7 separate regions of the Mus musculus genome follow, and regions 1, 3, 4, 5, 6 and 7 are each linked to region 2. The links are chromatin contacts, called in public HiCAR-type, HiChIP or PLAC-seq, capture Hi-C and promoter capture Hi-C maps. All regions are on one chromosome and are shown on one strand. The core of a region is the stretch at or near the end of the contact, and the rest is flanking DNA. Distances in the headings are between cores, read along the strand shown. Region 1 holds the start of Smco3 (single-pass membrane protein with coiled-coil domains 3). Region 2 holds the start of Fam234b (family with sequence similarity 234, member B). Region 3 holds the start of Art4 (ADP-ribosyltransferase 4). Region 4 holds the start of Pde6h (phosphodiesterase 6H, cGMP-specific, cone, gamma). Region 5 holds the start of H2aj (H2J.A histone). Region 6 overlaps Gm44140 (a long non-coding RNA gene). Region 7 holds the start of Plbd1 (phospholipase B domain containing 1).

Region 1 (3,019 bases), core at 64-2,563, 1.6 Mb after region 2:
TTTCAAAAAGCTTTTCTGCTGACACCCACAGTAAATTTTTATGCCATGCTGCTGGTGTCTGTCTGCTATGGTCTTGCTGAACTTGGGGAACATAGGATGCATTTCAAAAAGAGTTGTTTTTCTAAGAATACAACTGAAGACATTTAAGATGAATTGATTAGGCTGTTGCTATTTGTATCTCAGTAAAGTGGAAGACATAGTAGATCTGAGTGACAGAATGATAGGATGAGCCTTGTTCTGATCATTTCTAAAGCTGGGCTGAAGCACGGTCCATGTAAGCCCAGTATGCCAGGGCTTCCGTGGAAGTATCGACTGAGGCTTTCACATAGTAAGTAGGTGTTACCTTACGTACATGCACACACACACACACACACACACACACACACACACACACACACACACACACACACACACACACAGGACAGTGAGCTGAGGTGTTCTCTCAGCTCATGCACTGCTGTCTCCCTCCTCGGTGTGCACTTGTGAGTGAACACAGAATACAGGCAAGGCCAGACACTTTGCAGAGGAAAGAGCAGCTGCTCTCTAGCCCGAGCTTCACTTAGTTCAATCAAAGACATGCTGCTCAGTGTTTAGTGAATCCTGATGCAATGGTCCTTTTTCTGATACAAATTCCTCTAAATTTCCTCTAATATTTTGAGCAGAATGACTTCATAATTCTGAGCAGAATGAAGCCTGTCACAGTTACCCATCAGCATTTATCACAGGATTCTGTTGTGCACTTGAGACATTTCTCAGAAAAACATTGTGTTTCCCCCCACAAAGGCTGCTTAGAGGCACAGACTGTGTCAAAGTATGAGTAACTTCATCGTGTACAGGCAAGTGCTGTTCATTGGCTCAAGTAAGAGCCATCTTTATTCATTCATGACAATTTATGTGTGTCCCTCATGACACTGAAGATACAGAGCATCTTCCAGACACGCATTGCACTTTCCCACATGTAGCATGGCTCCATCTCCAGCCTTCCTAACATTCATGTGTTCATTGCCTCTCTCCCTCAGTGACTTAGTTTTACAGCTCTCAATAGAGTTCTTCCTTCCCTGCTGCCTTCAAGGAGGGAATCTCCAAAGCATGCCCTGAGAGCCCCTCGGACAAAGCTGACACGGTCTATGGCCACTCACAACTGGCATTATCCCAAAGCCTGTAATTAAGGCTTGTTCTTCAGAGTATTCTAGTGCTCACTGAGTCTCCACATCACTTACCTTTCTGGGTTTCCCAAGTGTGTGTGCTCTCCGTGTCTCAGCAGTGTTGTCGAAGGGTTATCCCGTGGGCTCATCTGGAAGCTTCTGGTGGAATGTGATGAGCCAGGAGATTTTCTGCTCTCTGCTGGGTCCCACTGCCCATCTGGTTCACAGCCATTTCTGCCTGGCTCAGTTTTCACAATACTTCTGTTTCCTATAATCATATGTTTCTGTTGCTATAATCATAAGCAATATTAACTTAGTCATTATAAAACTCTCCAAAATGGTTTTGTATTTTCTTTTCTTTAGCTGAACAAATCCGGCTCAGTATCATTGATGACTCTTCAGTTGGGGACAGTTCCTTCTGGCTCAGTGTCAGTGATGACTTCAGCTGGGGACAGTTCCTTCTGCTCCTTCTGCATTGTGGCCTCTATCTGCTGCTGGTTTTGTTCAGTTCTCAGGAAATACAAAACCCATATGGCCAAAATGTAAGCAGCAGCTCCCCTCCCAGGCTAGGTGTGCTGCTCCTTATCACTGCATCATCTTAACAGGGGAACCAGTCCGGAGGACGCTGTGCCTGATGTCCGTTCCCTCCCTCCTCTCCCTCCCCACCCCATGCACTTCTCCTTGTTCTTTCTGGAAATCATGCTTCTTTCTCTTTAGCTGTAATTGTTTTACACACACACACTCCTACATATATAAATATAGCCTGTTCATTTCATAGTTTTGCTTGTATAGATATGGTTTCTGAGCCATAGTGGGGATTGGATATCCCATAGGCTGTTCATCAGCCTCGCCTCCCTGGGAAGTCTCTCTCCCCATCTCAGCTCTCAGCATTCCTTTGTTGTCTGGCTATTCCTAAAGCCTCTGAGACTTCCCTCTTCTATGTAAATGATGCATGTCTAAAAATATATTTGTGCAATTATATGTGTATTTATTTATGTGTGAGCCTAAGTGTAGGTGAATACCACATGTACGGAAGCCTGCAGAGGTCAGAACAGGGCACTGGATCCCCTGCTAATGGGGGTACAGACAATTGTGAACTGCTGTGTGGGTGCTTGTAACTGAAACAAGGCCATCCAGAAGAGCATTCAGGGATCTGAACCCCTGAGCAATCTCTCCAGCCCGGCATGTCTATTGATGCTGTATTTGTAAGTTACAACTGAAGATGGGTATTTATCCTTATACTCCTTTAGATCTCAGGCTCAAGGAAAAGTCTTAGTACCCAAGGGACTACTGTAGTAGAAAGTATTGCCCATCTCTGGGATGCTTTGAGGACACTAGGGTGTGACAAAGCAGAAGAAATCACTGCAGAGATAAGAATGTATGGAACCGGTTTGTGCAGAAGGTCTGAGAGGGAGTGACATCCCACCCCCACAGAGGCAGGTTGTCCTTGTTCCTTAGCAAGGTCTCTGGCATTTAGACCCTGGACAGTATTCAGCTTGAACCCTGTCCCAGGCTTTTTGGTATCTGGACTCCACACTCCAAATCCCCATTCACAGAAGGGATGGGCTTTGTAGGGCAGGTGAGATAAACATTCAGGCATTGGGAGCCCGTGTGTCACAAAGTCAGCTGTCTCAATGTGTCCATGACCATAGCCCCAGTATAAGGGGGTTGTCTTTGGAGAGATTGCACTGGGTGTGAGGACAGGACAGGACAGGACAGGCAATAGCTGCTGTTGCTGCTGTGGCAGTCCCTGTGTCCAAGTCAGGTCTGCCTGCTCTTTCCAGTGCCCAGTGGGACGTCAGGGATGACACGAGGAAGGAAAGGGAGGAGGATGAGTGAACAGATAGATGTCTGTGCAGGGAAGGATGGACTAC
Region 2 (2,846 bases), core at 190-2,689:
GTAAATTAAAAATCAAAACATTAATTAGCCATGTGCTATGGTACATGTCTATAATCTCAGAACTGGGGAGACAGAGGCAGGCAGATAGACCTCTGGAAGTTCCAGGACAGCCTGGTTTACATAGTGTGACTCTGTCTCAAATAACAGCAATAAGACATCAACCAGAAGGACACTAGGTTACTGACGAAACATTAGTTGTTGGTGCTAAGTGTTTTGCACGTTTATATTCGACTCTCAGAACAACTCTTGTGGAACAGAAACGGTTTATCAGCATTAAGCAGACGGTGGGGAGACATGACTAGATAACTGAGACACTCCGGGGTCAAGCTAATGCTCTCAGTATTAGCTCCATCTCTTGGTGCCTGTGAGTGAGAAACCAGTCAGCTCCTGTTTGCTGGACCTCGCAAGCCAGGGCAGCAGCAGGTAGAGTGTAAATACTTCCCTGGAAAGAGCTGAGATCAGGAAACCCAGGTCTGTGCCACAGCATACCTCAGACTGCACTTAGGACAGGGAAAAGAGTCACAGGAGCTGTGTGCTTTAAAAGGATGGTGTCGCTTAATTCTCTAAGCAACAAGGCGATAGCATCATTTTCATTTCAAGAGAGCCAGCCAGGTGTGGTGTTGTGTGTCTGTAATTCCAGCACTTACACAGTGAAGGCCGGGGTGGGGGTGGGGGGTTAGGAACTCCAGGCCAGTTTCAACTACATAGCCAATTCAATGCCAGTCTATACTACATGATCTCAATATATAAATAAATAAACAAATAAACCAATAAATGAGTAAACAAACTAATGAATACATCTCTCTCTCTCTCTCTCTCTCTCTCTCTCTCTCTCTCTCTCTGTGTGTGTGTGTGTGTGTGTGTGTGTGTGTGTGTGTGTGTGTGTAAACAGGGTCTCACTATGTAGTCCTGGCTGGCTTGTAACTCTATGTAGACCAGGTTGGCCTCAAACTCAGAGAGGCAAGCTCAACCACACTGAGCCATAGATAAGTAAGTGAAACAAGCAAACAAACAAATCTGGTGCTTGGAAGTGGAAGCAGAAGGATCAGGAGTTCAAGGTCACCCTCACCTACAAAGCCAGTTTCCATTGAGACTCCTGGCTCCAAAACAGATGGACAGACTGACTGACAGACAGGACAGACAAACAAACAAAGCCGAGTCTCAGTGACTTGCCAAGATGGCTCAGGTAGTAAATTGCGCACGCAGGCTTCAAATTCAGTTTGTCAATTCCAAACCCACGCGAACTTCACAGCCCGCGCCTTCTTAAGTATCTACAACCTCATTCTAGGTTCTTCATACACAGGTTGGGGAGAGATGACTTTCCTTACCGGCTGCTGAGGCGCAAGCGACTCAACCTTGGCTCCGCGCCGCACCAGTGACCTGCGACAGTGGGCGCCTCCTCCTAGCTGGGCTCCCGGCAGGTCACACCTTTCCCGCCCGCAGCCCCACGCGCGGTTCGCAGCGAACTACACTTCCCGGCAGGACGCGGCGCGCGCACGCGCACGGGGGCCTCCGCCATGGCGACAGTGCTGTCCAGGGCTCTCAAGCTCCCGGGTAAGGAGTCTGCAGCCCCGCGACCACGCTGTGGAGACCTGGCCTGGGGAGATGAGCGAGGCGAGGCGTGGCGCGGCGGGGCCTGGCTGTTATCTGGGAGGGCTGCAGCGTCCGGGGTAGAGGAAGGGGGCTCCCGGGTGTGAGTCGGGGACCGGGGACGCTCGGGGACACTTGGGGACTCTCGGGGACTCCCGGGGCAGACATTGCTGGAGGTGCGCGGGGCCGGGTCGAAAGTGGAGGGACGAGACGGTTACTGTCAGGTCAGAGCGCATGTCGTCGCAGTCTCCAAGGGAAGGCCAGACATTGGAGCATCCTTCCCTGAGCGCCGGGACTAGCTGCTGCTATCTGGGGCTGGACCAGAGGGGGAGCCGGGGGCTGCAGGACTGTAAGTGAGTGGCCTGGGCAGAACAGCATCCACTTACTGACAGCAGCTTTGCCGCTGTGAGCTAGCCCAGACAGGTGTTCTCCTTCCTCCTGTGTGCAGGAGGAAAGAAGAAAGATTAGGAAAATGGCTAATTGAATCACACGGGATCACACAGCAGGACACTGTGCTGTTTGAATTGCACTGTTTTAACCAAAGTGTATTTATTCTGTCGTTGGCAAAATTTAAACATTTAGGGCTTTCGAAAAATCTGTGGCTCCACTTAAAAAAATTAAACACTAAGTTATAAGCATTTATTGGCTGATCACATAAGACAGGAAGCAGTTATTTTCTCTGCCACGTTAGAAAGGGTCGCTCTGATAGTAAGCCTGAGGCCCTAGGAGGGTTGCAGGGACCTTGTTCTCAAAGAGTTTCTAGTCTGCTACCTTGAAACCGGCCTTGTATTTTAGATAACAAGAGACTCCATGTCTTTAGATCTTTCTCCCCTTTGCTGGCTGCTTGGAACTCTGGAAAGAACAGTGATACGATCTGTCTTGGAGTGTACACAATACTGAAATTAAGAGAGAGGCTTGCTTTCTCTGCAGGATACATTGACTTTGACGAAAGTACCCTGGGTTTTGAATGCTATCTTGTCAAAGGCATTTTCAGCCCTTTTTGTTTGTTTGTTTGTTTGTTTTTAGAGTTCTTGTTTTAGTTCAGCATAGATGATTGCTACTCTCTGAGAATAAAACAGAAAGGGAATGTACCTCGGGGTACAGGCTTACTTAGCACCCACAGAGCCAAGTCCCCCCCCCCCCAAAGCACTGAAAAAAAGAGGTAGTTATAGTCAAGTGGAGGTGGAACAAGAGATAATACCGGGCGAATATGAGAAAAACACAATCCTTTTGTATACTCTTCAAAATAATCATTA
Region 3 (2,873 bases), core at 249-2,748, 1.7 Mb after region 2:
ACTAAGAGTAAATTCCAGAGCCTGTCAGACTTGTCTCTCCAGCTACTGGCAGTGCAGGACTGAGACCTCTCAGGTAACAGCTTGTCTTGGGGGAGAAGCACTTATGCCACAGACATAAGACTAGCCAGGCTCCAGGGTGGAGAGCAGGGCAGAACCCGTGCATGCAGCTGCGCTTCCAAAGCTCGAGAAACAGCGTTTCAGGGGAGCAGTGGGGCCGTGCCTGGGAGCACCTCCTCTTGGTGAGCGAGGGGCTGGAAAGTACACCCCTCTTGGAGGTGGGGAAACAGTTGAATGTTGTCTAGAGGGTGCCGAAAGGAGGCTCCCTGGCTTCGGTCAGCTCGTTAGTGAGAACTGTATCAGCATCACCTACACTCAACCATTTCTGGGCAAAACAACGATGCTTTTCTCATGAGCAGCACTCACCAAAAGGCAAGATTCTGCCCAAGGCCAGCGTTGTTGGGGGCGGAGCTAGAGAACACACGGTTTGGTATTTTAACCGTGTGATTTATGATGTCATGCTGTCTAGTTACATACAATCTAGAGTCAATTTTACAGACTGATTGGATGATGTGAACCAGTGCACCAGATTTTAAAACAAGCTTCCATTAATCCAAGCCAAGAATCACATTCTGTCAAATATCAAAATGAACTCTGACACATTTTTAACATGTCTCCAGATCTCAAATGTTTCCTGTGTCACCCATTATCATTAGCTTATTTTTAGTTTATAGATATTTAAAATTAGGATACTCCAAATGTGTGCTATCTGTATAAAGCGGTTTTGAGTTAAACAGGTTAGTCTACATTATTGCCCCGGTGGAATCATTGCTTTAATACTTAAAAGAATCGGGAAAATAACTCAATGGCACTCACATCAATTATGCCAGATTTATGACTTAAAAATTTTTAATTTTTATAGCAATTTTCCCTGTCACTCTTTACTAACATTGTTTATTCTTAGATTGCCAGTGGCTAAGTTCTTAGCAATTAGGTGGCCCCCAGGTGAATAGCCTGTTGGTGCATCGTTGATCATGAGAGACCAACTTTTCGATAGCCCCTACCTCAGTGCTCCCCGCGGGTGTCTGCTGGACCCAGAGCAGTAGCAGCAGGGTGAGCTGCCCTCCTGGAAGCCACAGCGCCATCCTCCTGTCTGTAGCACTTGGTAGACACGTTCTCTTAGATCTACTGGTCAGTGGGCAGCTTGGTGGTTTGTGTCAGCAACACTTCTTTATTCTGAAAGCCTCGTCCCAGAATACGCTCTAGAGTCCTCCTTTGGCATTTTCTTTTCCGGCTGTGTCTGAGGTTCTGCTCCTGCCGCAACTGTGACTTCTGTTGAATATCAACAACCTCAACAACCGACAGTTTCCTCCAAGGTAGAAGTCTAGCGCCTTTGCAGTGTTGAAGTCTCCGCGAAAGGGCCAGATGTGCGCGGCACAGAATGGTTTTCAGTGTAAAGAAGGCAAAAACCGTCTCTCTGTCTAGTCGGCATGCAGGGGAATGCCAAGGGTCTGTTCAGGGTCAGGCTGTGCAGTTCAGCCTTGCCTTTCCCAGATCGACAAGAAAAGGCATGCTCCAGGAGTACTCGGGCCAAGTCCCATTATCTGCAGCCCCAGGCTTTCCCTGTGAGCCACTGCAGTGGCACATGAAGCGCAGCTGGGGAGATGCGATCTTAAGGTGGACCTGTGTCAGGCTCATCTGGCAGTGCTGATAGCCCTGCCCTGGAATGATTGCCCTCCAGCAGCACAGGCTTTTAATGTTGTGTGTTCTTTGCTGCCTCTCCACGGTGTGTTTGAAACATCCCCGTTCAGAGACGGGGGCTGTTGGAGTCACAGCTTTGAATGTTTATTTCTTTTGAGAGCTTCAGGTTTTCTATCTATTGTAATCTGCAATGAGGCCCGCAGGCAGGAGTTAAGTCCGACTTTCCACTGTTAACCACATTTCCTGCTCAAGTCTGGCTGTCCTTCCACTACTCCCGACCTTTCAGAGTCTGCTGGCTCGCAGACGTTGTTTATGTTCCCTGCCTCTTATCTAACTGTGACAAGAACCAAATTCCGTTCTTGGGAATTGTGGTCCTGCTTTCTTTTTACCACGTTAAATATTGGTCTGTCTGAAGTTTCCCAAGTCATAGAAGCATAAAAGAAGGAACGCTAATTATTCAAAATGATTGCTTGGAGAAAGCCACTATTTTGATTTACATTTTGGCTTTATACCCACAACACACACACACACACACACACACACACACACACACACACACAGAGCAGAAGTGAAATCACAAGACTTTGTATACTGTTTGTTTCCCATTAATGTTTTATTTATTTATTTGTTTGTTTCTCACAAGTGTGTGTGTGTGTGTGTGTGCTTGTGTGTGTGTTCAACTTGAGTGTCTTCCTACCCCTCACTCTCCACCTTAGTTTTTGATCCGGGCTTTCAGTGAACCTGGAGCTCACAGATTTGGTAGTGGATTGAGAAGCCCCGTGTCTGCGTCCCCATACTAGGACTGCAGGCGCGTGCTGCGTTTGTTCTGTTGTTGCTCTGCCTGATGAGTTCCTGTGAGCTGCATGGCCAGTGCCTTCCCAGCAGAGCCGTCTTTCCAGCCCTAATGATTAATTTTTCAAGGGTTTTTTTCAAGATAGTGTCTCATATATCCGAGGCTGGTTTTGAACTCAATATGGAACTGAGGCTGACACTCAATCTTTGATCCTCTGTCTCTATCTCCTGGGTACTGGAATAGCAGGGGTAAGCCATCATAACCTGTTTCTATGGTACTGGGGGGTCAGACTGCCAGGCCTTTATGCTAGACAAGCACTCGACCAATGCAGCTGCATCAGCAGCCAGCACTGTAACATTTACTATTAATGTGTGTGTGTGTG
Region 4 (2,993 bases), core at 250-2,749, 1.8 Mb after region 2:
CAGTACTGTGGATACAGACACACACTCGACCACGCCCAGTTTTTCCTGGCTTTGGATATTTGCACTCAAGCCCTCATGCACGTACAGCGAGTACTTTTATCGCTTGCTCAACTCTCCAGGGTTGCTGCTCTTTGAGCAACAGCATTCTGGAACACCTACCTACTCACCTTACAGCTTTCCACGCCGCCTTTGTGAATTCATTTCAGGAAGTGAAAAAAAAAATCAAGTAATCATCTAAGCATCATGTTCCTGGAGATGCGAATGGACCTGCAGCCTCTGAGGAGGAACCCAGCCCAGGATTGAACCCTCTACTTGTTCTACATAAAAATTGTAGCGTTCAGGATGGCTCTAATGTTGGCAAAGAGCACGGGAGAGCATACAAACAACTCTTAAGCTGCTAAGCTCCTCTTGTAATCTGCTTGGGGCTGTGGGTTAAGAATCTTTCCTTGCCTTGGGAGGACAAATGGCTTTCTATCTTTGTCACCATGAGGAGTGCAGTTCTCTAGCAAGTAGAAATCTGAGGAAGGCGCACTTTAGTTCTAAGGCAAAGTGTAGAAATGGACAGAGAATCTGCATTTCCTTCCTTATCTGCATGGCTAGGAGATAGTCAAGAGACCATTGAATATCCAGGGTTTACAAGTATCCAACTTGCTCCAGATTCCAATACCAACCTTATAAGCAATTTTGAATGTGTTCCTGACTTTCTGTATGATAAAATTGTCAAAATGGTTGAGTGTCCTGTGAGCTAAGGTCTACATAAGATTTATGTAAGGCAGCACACAAATTGATACTAGTAGCTGAATGCCATGTGAGGACTGAGCCAAGAGCTGTAGTAATTAGATGACAGCCTACAGATCATAAAAATGTATGATCTAGTGATTGGTTTTCAATCACCTGTTCTAAGGTTCTGGAAATCTCTTGGCCTCATTCCCTATCAAATGTCACCGAGCTTCAATGAATAACCTTTATGTCTCATGTCTATGAGGAAGTACACACAATGCCATTTAACCAGAGATATTCTGTACTCTTACATTTTATCATTTCTGTGATCAGACTCTTTATAGTGGTAGAGGACATGAGAGTTGGCTTTCTCTAGATATGTACAGTCTTATAAGAATTATGCCTCGTGTGTGTATGTGTGTGTGTGTGTGTGTGTGTGTGTGTGTGAGAGAGAGAGAGAGAGAGAGAGAGAGAGAGAGAGAGAGAGAGAGAGAGAGAGAGAGAGAGAGAGAGAGAGAAACAAAAAGAATATTGAATCAAAACCTGAACATCTGCCCTGGGCTATCAACATTTCATGCATCTGTGAATTCAATGTGCCTTCACTGCGAGAAGATGCCCCTGTCATTTGGTAAAAGCATCCTTATCAGACAACTCCTAAGTCTGTCTCAGTCACACCCCCACCTCCCCCCACCTTCCTTGCATCTGGTTTGGTGCCCTAAGCCTATGACGCTGGGCTTAAGTGGCAGGAGGGATATATATCAGGATGCAAAGATCTTTGTGTCAGCGACTAGACAACTTACGGGAACACATTCGGCTCTGGGGGATTTTAACTCGTGGTAAGTATGAACACAATAATAACTAACTAAATGAGTTGGAGGGTTGATTGGCTGTAAAAACAACAACAACAGAACATACAAGAAGAGAACACTCTGATCTTGTGGGTCTGACCTGAGTTTAGGGGTTGAACTCAGGACAGAACACACTCAAACCTTTTCATAATGTCATGTGACAAACTGGTGCGTGGAATGCGGTTATTACCAGTTCACTGCAAACCTTGATTGCTGAAGTTGTTCACAAGGTACCGAGAAGGACCCTCCCTGTTTGTGGCTTCCTGGCAAACAGTTTTCTGGAAAAGGATGGATCTGAGGCATTAGGCAACCACAGCACAAATAGTTCTTTACTCCCGGGATGGCCTTGAGGCTGATGGGACAGTGTGAGCGTGGGGAAGAAAGCAAGCATTGGGGTGACCGCAGGGCAGCGTGGGTGACGTTGCCTTCTCCCTCTGAGGTCAAAATGTTTGTTTGCTCTATTCTGAAACAAGGTACATGCTGGATTGTCTTTTAGTGGCTTCATTTTGGCTCTTGTTTGGATCTTTAACTTGAATCTCTCTGTCTCAGAGAAACCATGGGTAACATCTATGGGCCTTACCTATCAGGGGAAGAAATGGTAGTGCCCTGTCTGGTTCCCTTTTTCACTTCATTAACCATGCGTCTGTTTATCTTTCTATTTATCTTTGCTGAGGAGGAGGTGATCTGGAGTTTTGGGGTGATGAAGGAGCATCAGAGAGCCTGTGGCAATCCCTCCCCAGTGGCTTTGTTTTTTGGTGCATTTCTCATGAAAGGTTGAGCTGTGTAATTCCACATAGCTGAGCATCGTTGCATTGGATACCCAACACATCGTGCCTTGACACAGCCCTTCTTTCTGCAGAAGAGCATTTCGTAATCTCTGAAGCAGGAAGGATGCATTAAAAAAAAAAAAGAAAAATAGGTTCTCATACAGGGATGGATTCCTTGACACTCAGAAGGACCTAAGTGTGAACTAAAGTCAAGTCTGATATTTAGTGTGGGCACATTAGACACCAGGACTGAAATGACACACACATATTCCAGAAGTCACAACCTTTGGTGATGTCTATAACCAATAGGACTCTCTTCCAAGGAAAGAAAGATTCATATTTGTCCTGATTTCCCCAAGGCTTTGCAGAGACCCAGAGGGTAAATCTGTTCCAGAAACTCCGTAAGGATCAATTGGGTTTCTCAGCTACTCTAAATTGCAGCATCCCCATCAAGCTCAGAGAGCAGAAGTCTTTCATGGAGCAAACACCAAGGGTCCACCTACTGTGGAAGTCTGCGAGGAGTCCTCATTTTTTAGGTTCTCTCTCTCTCTCTCTCTCTCTCTTTCTCTCTTTCTCTCTCTCTCTCTCTCTCTCTCTCTCTCTCTCTCTCTCTCTCTCTGTGTGTGTGTGTGTGTGTGTGTGTGTGTGTGTGTGTGTA
Region 5 (3,031 bases), core at 54-2,553, 1.6 Mb after region 2:
TACAGGAAGAAAAGTCTCAAAAACTAAAACAAATAGAAAACCTACAAAGCTTCTTTTGCAGCTAGCTCTCCAGGTGGGTGTGTCAAGGAGCAGATGACGAAAGCTCGTTCTAGGAGGGCAGAATTCAGCCAAGGAGCTATGGCTGAGCCGGAATTGCTGTGGCACTCACAAGCACAGACCCTGGAGTCAGATAGTCAGATTTGAAAGTCGCCCCTGGCTATACTGGAGACTAATTTCCATGAGTATGGTATGAGGGAACAGAGGTGCTCTTCTCTGGGCTTCCGGTTTTTGATTGTTTCCAGGTAGTTTCTCTCTTAGGCCAGGCTCAATTCAAGTTCTCCATACTCCTGCATCAGCTGGGTTTATAGGCACTGAACACCATAGTCTGCTTACTGTTGTATTTTATTTAAAAAAAAAAAAAAAAAGCCGGGGACGTTTGGTGGAGGAGCGTTATTGTGCACGTAGGGGGTAGAGGGGGTGCGGCCCATGCTGAGGTACCAGCCACAGGACGGTATAGTAGTTTATTTAGGGCATGAGGTGAGTTGAGGGGGTAGTAGCGAGAGCGAGAGAGAGAGAGAGAGCGAGAGCGAGAGCGAGAGCGAGAGAGAGAGAGAGAGAGAGAAAAGGCCGAGGGGGTGTGCGGGTGGAGGCCGGCCATGAACACGTGGAGAGAGGGGTAGGGGAATGGGAGAGAAGGGACAGAGGGCTAAGAGAGTAAGAAAGCAAGAGAAAAGTGTGGGTGTGTGTGTGGGGGGGGGCAAGCAGCTTCTTTTACAGTGGGTCAGGCACACCTGGCTGCTGCCAGGTAACTGTGGGGCGGAGCCTAGAAGAAATGCCAACACCATCATTTTTATTTTTTGAGATAAGGTCTCACTTCCTAGCTTGGTCTATAACGCACAAAGTAGCCCAGGCTGTCTTTGTATTGGTAATCCTCCTACTTCAGCTCTTTCTCCCTCCAAAAGCTAGGATTACTGATTTGAACCAAGTATGGCTTTGCTTAACTCCCCGTTTTCGCTGCCCTCCCTCCGTTCCTTCCTTATTAGGCTGGTATGGATCTTGGAATATCTACAGCTGACCTTAGGCTCCGGGCAATCTTGTATCGGCTACCCTAGTGCTGGGATTGCAGACTCGAACCACCCAGTTAACTACATCCTGGCAGCCAATCCCAACAAGTTTGAGGATGCCTGTGAACTATGTAAATTAGGACTAGAAATTTGAGCTTTTGATTGGGAGACATCTGGATGGGCGGGGGCTCTGCTTCCGCGAGCTGATTGGGTACGGTACCTGCCTGTCACGGGCGGCAGCGGCTGCAGTTTGGCGAGGCAGTTCCGGGGTGGCGCGCGTCGTCCCGGAACTGAGCGAGCCGGTGTTGGAGTTCCAGGCGCGGGGTCGAGCATGTCCGGGCGAGGCAAGCAGGGCGGTAAGGTGCGCGCCAAGGCCAAGTCGCGCTCGTCGCGCGCGGGCCTGCAGTTCCCCGTGGGCCGCGTTCACCGGCTGCTGCGGAAGGGCAACTACGCGGAGCGCGTGGGCGCGGGAGCGCCCGTGTACCTGGCGGCGGTGCTGGAGTACCTGACGGCCGAGATCCTGGAGCTGGCGGGCAACGCGGCGAGGGACAACAAGAAGACGCGCATCATCCCTCGTCACCTGCAGCTGGCCATCCGCAACGACGAGGAGCTCAACAAGCTGCTGGGCCGTGTGACCATCGCGCAGGGCGGCGTCCTGCCCAATATCCAGGCCGTGCTGCTGCCCAAGAAGACGGAGAGCCAGAAGGTGAAGAGCAAGTGAACCCGACAGACGGGTGCAGAGCCCGCCCGCCACAGTCCGCAGCCAATAAAGTCGGTGAAAAGCGAGTAATCTAGAGAGCTGTGTAGTCGCGGGACCGAGGGGGTGTTGGGTGGGGACGAGTTCCAACTTTGAGCGTGACGCAGGCCACCTGTGTGGCCATGTGCGAGCCGGAGGAACCCAGCGGGTGGATTGGGAGAGCCCCGTCGCATCACCGTGGGCAGGAGAAGCGGACCTAGTGCCCAGAGGCTACTCTGGAATTGGCTTTGCCTAACTCCCCAGTCTTAGGGAAAAGTGGTAGGGAAGGTGTTGCGAGCTGTGAACAAGAAGTTGCCTCGCTTGTCATACATAGGAAGGTTGAGCTATATGTACCCTAGCCATTTGGAAAAGACAGGAACTTGGGATCCTTGGTGGGTGCTAGTTATTTATGGTAGTATTTAAGCTAATAGATGTTACGTATTCGTGATCTGAATGCCAGCCATCTTCACATTGCACACTTGTGTTCAATATTCTTTATAATGAAGTAACTTGTGCAATACGGAAGTGAGTCACGAAGTTTGCGCTCTGGATGGTGTTGCGTAACAGCGGGGCCCTCGGTCTTAAGTAGTGTATGTTTAGCAGCTCCTAAAATGATCTTCTCTTGGTGCTTGCGGTGGTGTTACCCCTCATCCCTGCATTTGGGAAGTAGAACGCCTTTCGTGGCTAGATAGCGAGTTTGTGGCCGTTTCTGAACTACATTAGACCGTGTCTCAAAATATGTTTCTGTCTCCCCTCGAGTTTTAGCTGCATGGCAGCCTCTTATCCAGCACTGATTCTGAGAATCAGCCTGATTTTACTTAAAAGCAAAACCGATTTTTTTTTTTTTTTTTTAGGGGTGACTGTTAGCTTTCCTGGGATCAGGTTTCTTCTTTTCCGTAACTGTTGAGTTGGGTGATGGCGCCTCAAGGAAGGAAAGGGTCGTGTGAGTTAACGTAACGCGGAGAGCCAAACCCCAGGGCCCTGGAAATGCGATTCTTGCCTTGGTCATTCCGTTTCCTGCTCACTCAGTAACCATCATTCTGTTAGCAGGAGCCACAAAACATCCCATGCTACGGAGGTTTCACTCTGGGTTCTTCCCCTCCACCCCCGGGGGGGAGTCAGAGTTCAAGTCTTCCTCTTCATTTGCAGTATTTCCCCTCGAAATTTATTTCATTCCCAGTATTGGTATGACGTCTACACCACGTGCTAGTAACTGAGGGTACAGCTGTGA
Region 6 (2,894 bases), core at 50-2,549, 1.3 Mb after region 2:
GGCAACACTTGACCACTCCTTCTCTGGCTTGAGAACCCAGGGCAACGCTGTATCAGCAAAGCCCAGTAGGCATTTCAATCACAATGTAACAGTTAATCATCCTCAGACACGACACAAGAGGGTATCAGACCCCATTACAGATGGTTGTGAACCACCATGTGGTTGCTGGGAATTGAACTCAGGACCTCTGGAGGAGCAGTCAGTGCTTTTAACTGCTGAGCCATCTCTCCAGCCCTTGAGACTAGATTTCTTTATGTCACTAGTTCTTAACCTTCCTAATGCTGTGACCCTACAATACAGTTTCTCATGTTCTGGTTGAATGAAAAGAAGAAATAAAAATGAAAGGAAAGGACATGCGTCATCCTAGGTATGGTGGAGAACAACATTTATTACAGGTGTGTGGGAGAGCAGAGGCAAAGGCATGTGGGAGATGGGGAGTGGGAGGGGGAGCAGAGAGGGGAGCCAGGAGGCCAAAGTTACACAAAAGAGGGCAGGTAGCCAAAATGTCTGGATTATATGCAGAATAGCCTGTGTGGAAAAGGAAGCCCATGCCCTAGGCTGGAGAGTTCAGGATGGGGGTGGAGTATGCCAGACTAGGGGATGCTGGAAGAACCTGATTGCCAGGACCTCTTTGATATATTAAATGAGGACCTCAGTTGTTTATTCTGGGTTTGAAAGTTAACAGTGGTGACCCTCAAACATAAAATTATTTTTGTTGCTACTTCATAAATGTAATTTTGCTACTGGTATGAAATATAATTTAGGCATTGCATATGCAGGATATCCAATATTTGACCTCTGTGAAAAGGTTGTTTGATCCCAAAAGGAGTCTTGACCTGCAGGTTGAGAACAGCTATTCTCTGTAGTCCTGGAATAGCTGTGTAGACCAGTCTCACCTGAAACTCATAGATCTTCTTCCGGCATCTGCCTCCCAAGTGCTGGGATTTAAGGGGCACGACACCACACTTGGCTCAAGAGAAGCAAATTTGGAAGCAATGTGTTCCTGGTTTTCTTCAGAGATGGTTTTCAGCCCCGAAGTGAAAAACCACAAGGAGGTGTGTAGAAGTGAGAGCCCAAACACGGTCCTCAGTTAGCTCGAGTTCTTGTCTCATGTTGTAGCTCAGAATGGACTCACAAAACTCACAGTCTTTCTCCTGCCTCAGCCTTCCAGAGGCCAGTCTTACAAGTGTGAATTACCACACAGTTTGCTGTAACCCTCTTAATTGATGGTGTGTAGCTTGTGACTCATGTTCATGTTCTCAAGCATGAGTCAACATTCACTCAGCTGAGGGTGTGGGAACCAAGGACCGCATTGGCCTGCCTTCCCACTCAAAGTAGCTCATCTGATCTCTGGGCAGGACAGGACATGCCTTCCTGCCTCCCACAGCCAGCTTTCAGGAAAATTCCACTCTCATTCTTCAAGGCCTCGAGATTAGCTGCTTAATCTAGCATTTAATGTCGACAGCCTTGGACACTGCGGGTTTGTTTGTTTTGAGAGAAGGCATTCGACTGTTCTGCTCCTGAGGGTGACCTTACACTTCTGACCCTCCAGAGGCTGCCTCCCACTCGCCGGATCACAGGGATGCACCACCACACCCAGTTTATGGGGGTGCTGGGGATCAAATAATAGGAAGCTCTCTGCCTACTGGGCCTTTGTCCCCATTGTCCCCAATGCCAACAGCTCTCCTTTATTCTCTCCGGTGAGCACTCGCTTTCTGAGGCTGACCCATTGTTTTCCTCCCTAGCATTTTGCACAAACTCCTACTCTTGTTTGTCTCCTGAGCTATCTCAGTCGTCCAGTCCAGCCTGGAACTCACTAGCCCATGCTGGTCTGCTGAGTGCTGGGACTACAGGCATGGGCCTCCATGTCTGGCTTTAGAAATTTTCTTTATAGCTGACATATCCAGGTGTTTTCTTTACAGTGCTTGAGAACTGACTGGTAAATACAGGCGAAGCACCGCGCTTTAGGAGAGGTTCAGTTCTTCCTGTGGTCGTCTATACTTACAACGTCAGCTTGAGACAGTAGAAGCAAGAATGGCAGGGGCTCAAAGGTAGCCTCTGTTAGTAAGCTTGAGGCTGCATGATACCTTGTCTCAAAGACAACACCACGCATGAACAAAACCCCTGTCCATACATAGTGCATGCCTGCAATCCCAGTGCTCTGGAGGCCAGGCCAGGGAACTGAGGCAGGTTTAAGGCCAATCTGGCTTATACAATCCGCTCTAGGAGAGTAATTAGTTAAGGCTTTGCTTATAGAAGCAGTAGGGTGGGAACTTGGGGAGAAGAAATGAAGATTGTAACTCACTAGAGTTCCAGCCAATAGGGAAAGCAGGAATGTCTTATGATCAGGGACTTGAAAACCACAGGGTAGCTATTTTTGTCTTTTCTCTATGTTGGTGTGCCTTTCTGCAGAATGGTGAATAGGAAACTGCTTTACTCTCACCAGTTAGTCTCTCATATGTATTCTCGAGGGTCTTGCTTCTCACATCCCTTCTGCCACGGGCAACATGACCAACATGAGAAGGAATTCAAAGTTCTCATAATTGCCTCAGTTCTGATAAGCTAAGGAACCCTATGGGCTTTTCCAGTCCCATCCCCTCCTTACAGCTCCCCCCCACCCCCATCTGCTGTCAAGGCTAGGCCAAGTTCCATTCTCCACCCACAGGAACATTCTTGAGTAAAAAAAAATCTCAGAAAAATGGCAGAATGTACTGATTAATAATCACCTGACCCTCTGGAAAGTCCCAGATAGAGCTCAAATGCGTGTCATGATCTGCCCATGCTTGCTGGCCAATAGACTTAAAGGTCAATATGCTTAGCCAATGTTTGAACTGTAACTTTGGTGATGTAACCTGTGCCCCTAAAATGTATAAAAACTGCTTGTAATAGCTATT
Region 7 (2,927 bases), core at 121-2,620, 1.5 Mb after region 2:
GCTTTTCTGGACTAAAGGGTGTGTGTGTGTGTGTGTGTGTGTGTGTGTGTGTGTGTGTGTGAGCGTGAGCGCTCATGTGGCGGGGGTAGGGAGGGATGACCAAAGAACATACAGCTAAATCAGGGGAGACATCAGGCACTTCCGGACCCTTCTCATCCCACAAGCCTGTGCCCACTGGGAAGTTTCCAGACATGAGTGGAGCAGGCTTTGAAAGCAAACACTTCCAAATGGCAAGGGTGCGGGTACTCGTTGAGAGACGGTAACGAGAAAAATCAGCGACTTTTGAAAGGGGACACTGCCCGCGTCCCTTCCTATTCTTGAATGGGTCAAACAAGGAGACGATTACGAAATCAGTCGTCCTCTCTGAATTTGACTTTTAGAATCTTCCAAGTCTACGCATCCCACAATTCATTTTGGTCTTGTTACAAATGGAAGGGTGAGACTGGAAGGACACCTGTTGAGGCCTGTTTTTTCTGAAGGGAAGGATTACACCAGTGCCCTCTGGCAACCCAGCTACCTTATCGCTTAGGCAAATTCCTGACTTCCCCCCAGTCGCAGCCTCTGTGCAGTAGAACGGAGACTTTAATCCACTTTAGGATTCTGAGGCCATTCAGAAGAGCTCAGCAGCCTTAAGCTCTGGCCCTGTCCCATATCAAGATGGCATAACCAGTTTGCTATCAGTTCTCTTAAGTCCAAGTCACTTGTCTACTTCTAGAAGCAGAACAAAGGTCAGCTCGAAATCACACCTCAGTCTGATTTGGAAAAATCTCTGGACTGGAGCCTTTTGGACCAGTCGAGGTTGTCCGGGACAAGATATGGGACAGAATTAAGGCCAAAACATTTTACGTTGGAGAGCCCTTGTACCCTCCTTCAATGCCACCGCTGATCCACCTCAGGGCTGGAACGTAACCCGCCAGGCTCCCCACCAAGAAGTACGACCCAAGACGCCCCTAGATGCAAAGCTGTTGGGACTCTGGCCAGCCGCCGGCGTGGGGGTACAGGGCAACGCCCCTAGTCCGCGGGCGGCCGTTCTGCTCACCTGTTGGGTCGCTCTGGCTGGCAGCGCCAGCCGCCCAGGGAGGCTGCAGCAGCAATGGCAGCAGCAGCAGCAGCGGCGATGGCGGCCTGAGGCTCCTGCCAGGGCTGCGGTGGCACATCGCTCCTCCGCTGTGACCTCGGCCTGGTTGGATTAGGTCCCGCTGGCGCCGGCGGTGGCAGCTGTTGCAAGAGCCGCACTTGAGGATGGTAGCAGGGCGCTGCGTTGCAGAGGCCGGGCCGATCTTAACTTTCTTCTGACATTAGTCTTGCCTGCTTGGGCGCTTCACGTGGCCTTGGGAACCAACCTTCGCCCTGCTGAGCCCCAGGCTAGGAGAGGCGGATCCTTTCCGTCTGGTCTGACCCTCCAGCCACCTGTGGGCCAGGCCGGGAAAGTTCTCTGTCGCGCTTTTGGGAAGTGCCGGGGCTGTGCTGCTTTCTCTGGTCGCCTCCTGGAGGGTGGGGCTCAGGGCTAAGGAATCAGTTAAAGGTGGCCTTGGTCCCTGTAGCAGAGGATAAGGAAACCGAGGCAGCAGTGGGTCGCATGCCTCCCCGTAGGTCGGATTCTGTGGCCTTCTGTCTTCTCAGGTCCCTCATCCGTCAGGAATCAGGGCTTCTTGCGCCAGCCTGTCTGACCTCAGGAGCTCAACACCTCCAGACCTTAGCTTTGTGTCTTCATTGGGCGGAGCTGATTCACGCGGGGCTAGAAGCAGATCTACCCCTGAGCTTCCATAGAGACCCATGTCTGGGCAGGACTCGCTGAAGGCAACATTGTGAAGTTGGCCAAGGGTGCCCTAGGTGACATTGTGAAGTAGGCAACAGACTTCAAGCTGACTGAGCTCATCTTTTGCTACTGAACCCAGGCAAGCAAACCACTGTAGCTGGGTTTGTAAAGCGTTCCAGAAGTCGAGGCAGGAGGATTAATGAAAGTCTGAGGACAATTTGGGCTACTGAATGAGACACTGTTTCCAAACACCAAAATATAAAAAATCCAGATAAACAAATAAATATTTTTTAAAAAGTAATGAAGAAGTGCCTTTGTTAGAGGAAGAAATAAATTTGTCATTGCTAGAAATGACACCTGTGAATTATGAAATACAAATCACAATTTCGTTTGGTAATATTCATTTAGTGGAGAAAGAAGCTGCAGGCATTGTAGGGACTGTACATAAAATAAAAACGAAGGTGAACGGTACCTTTGGGTCCTATGGCACGTGGCTAGTGAAGTGTCACCCCAAAAAGTGCAGGTGTGTCTCCATATCCCACTCTGTGACCTCACTGACCCTTCTGATCCAAGGAGACAAGTGTTCAGAGGAGGTGACTCTTTCAGGATGCCTGATGGGGGCTGGGCTCACCCACCTGATGGTTTGCTTGCCGAGTATTTATTGACTTCAGTGTTCCAGGATAGAGCCCTGTATGACACCGGGTCTGTAGAACACCAGACTAGTCGATGAAGTGGTTGGCTTGTTTTGAACGAGCAGTTTAATTGGATTAGACTTTCTTAAACTCAGTACTGTTGAAATTCTGTCCAGTTATGAGTGAGCATATGTGTGTGTCCGTCCGTGTGTGTGAGTGTGTCCTGTGCACTCTGAGGCCTTTAACATCCTTGAAAGTGCCTCCAGACCACGTCCAGTATTCCCCAAGGTAAAAAGTACTAACCTAGCAGAGCACTGTTACAGTAATTTGTGGTACATTTTGACATACTTAAATTGCGTTTTTTAAAAAAGATTTATTTATTTATTATATGTAAGTACACTGTAGCTGTCTTCAAACATTCCAGAAGAGGGAGTCAGATCTCATTAAGGATGGTTGTAAGCCACCATGTGGTTGCTGGGATTTAAACTCACAAGCTTCGGAAGAGCAGTCGGTGCTTTTAACCGCTGAGCCATCTC

The links. Promoter capture Hi-C pulls out the DNA fragments that hold promoters and counts their contacts. HiCAR-type assays count read pairs that join an accessible place to other places. HiChIP or PLAC-seq counts read pairs in DNA pulled down with a chosen protein or histone mark. Capture Hi-C pulls out chosen DNA fragments and counts their contacts.
Region 1: a contact with region 2 is called in a promoter capture Hi-C map of adipose tissue, with 3 times the contacts expected there. The contact joins the promoter of Smco3 here to the promoter of Fam234b in region 2. A contact is called at or near these places in 2 of 39 promoter capture datasets (cranial neural crest and hippocampal neurons), 1 of 115 datasets of contacts at active chromatin or transcription factors (astrocytes) and 2 of 9 other capture datasets (adipose tissue and liver).
Region 3: an H3K27ac HiChIP or PLAC-seq map of large pre-B cells shows a contact between it and region 2, with 5 times the contacts expected there. The contact joins the promoter of Art4 here to the promoter of Fam234b in region 2. A contact is called at or near these places in 1 of 39 promoter capture datasets (pre-B cells) and 1 of 115 datasets of contacts at active chromatin or transcription factors (large pre-B cells).
Region 4: a contact with region 2 is called in a capture Hi-C map of embryonic stem cells, with 4 times the contacts expected there. The contact joins the promoter of Pde6h here to the promoter of Fam234b in region 2. A contact is called at or near these places in 1 of 39 promoter capture datasets (embryonic stem cells) and 1 of 9 other capture datasets (embryonic stem cells).
Region 5: a contact with region 2 is called in a HiCAR-type map of astrocytes, with 3 times the contacts expected there. The contact joins the promoter of H2aj here to the promoter of Fam234b in region 2. A contact is called at or near these places in 5 of 39 promoter capture datasets (the 3T3-L1 cell line, erythroid cells, hippocampal neurons and 2 more) and 3 of 115 datasets of contacts at active chromatin or transcription factors (the NIH/3T3 cell line, astrocytes and large pre-B cells).
Region 6: a contact with region 2 is called in a FOXA1 HiChIP or PLAC-seq map of pancreatic cancer cells. The contact joins the enhancer-like site here to the promoter of Fam234b in region 2. A contact is called at or near these places in 5 of 39 promoter capture datasets (cranial neural crest, embryonic stem cells, frontonasal cranial neural crest and 2 more) and 3 of 115 datasets of contacts at active chromatin or transcription factors (astrocytes, embryonic stem cells and pancreatic cancer cells).
Region 7: a promoter capture Hi-C map of liver shows a contact between it and region 2, with 2.8 times the contacts expected there. The contact joins the promoter of Plbd1 here to the promoter of Fam234b in region 2. A contact is called at or near these places in 6 of 39 promoter capture datasets (the 3T3-L1 cell line, hippocampal neurons, liver and 2 more) and 1 of 115 datasets of contacts at active chromatin or transcription factors (astrocytes).

What each region holds. Positions count from the first base shown.
Region 1 is chr6:136,834,137-136,837,155 of GRCm38.p6, forward strand. It overlaps Smco3 (single-pass membrane protein with coiled-coil domains 3), which reads right to left and starts at 1,314. Exons shown (of 2, transcript NM_001039558.2): 1 at 1,221-1,314. All of the region lies in intron 2 of BC049715 (cDNA sequence BC049715), which reads left to right.
Region 2 is chr6:135,196,548-135,199,393 of GRCm38.p6, forward strand. It overlaps Fam234b (family with sequence similarity 234, member B), which reads left to right and starts at 1,440. Exons shown (of 13, transcript NM_028982.4): 1 at 1,440-1,554. The coding sequence starts at 1,518. Gm36533 (a long non-coding RNA gene) reads right to left here and starts at 1,477. Exons shown (of 2, transcript XR_869506.2): 1 at 1,329-1,477.
Region 3 is chr6:136,856,102-136,858,974 of GRCm38.p6, forward strand. Art4 (ADP-ribosyltransferase 4) reads right to left here and starts at 1,499. Exons shown (of 3, transcript NM_026639.2): 1 at 1,062-1,499. The coding sequence starts at 1,142.
Region 4 is chr6:136,953,024-136,956,016 of GRCm38.p6, forward strand. It overlaps Pde6h (phosphodiesterase 6H, cGMP-specific, cone, gamma), which reads left to right and starts at 1,500. Exons shown (of 4, transcript NM_023898.4): 1 at 1,500-1,556.
Region 5 is chr6:136,806,945-136,809,975 of GRCm38.p6, forward strand. H2aj (H2J.A histone) reads left to right here and starts at 1,304. Exons shown (of 1, transcript NM_177688.4): 1 at 1,304-3,031. The coding sequence starts at 1,396. The coding sequence ends at 1,785.
Region 6 is chr6:136,498,177-136,501,070 of GRCm38.p6, forward strand. The region is part of intron 3 of Gm44140 (a long non-coding RNA gene); the gene reads right to left. Among named protein-coding and RNA genes, the nearest start is that of Gm44140, 19 kb to the right of the region's middle. Within about 2 kb of position 1,300, at least 126 of the 459 cell types and tissues checked have an H3K27ac peak or open chromatin away from gene starts, as enhancers often do. A contact at or near this core is called in embryonic stem cells and pancreatic cancer cells, where this site is marked.
Region 7 is chr6:136,660,523-136,663,449 of GRCm38.p6, forward strand. It overlaps Plbd1 (phospholipase B domain containing 1), which reads right to left and starts at 1,371. Exons shown (of 11, transcript NM_025806.2): 1 at 1,040-1,371. The coding sequence starts at 1,157.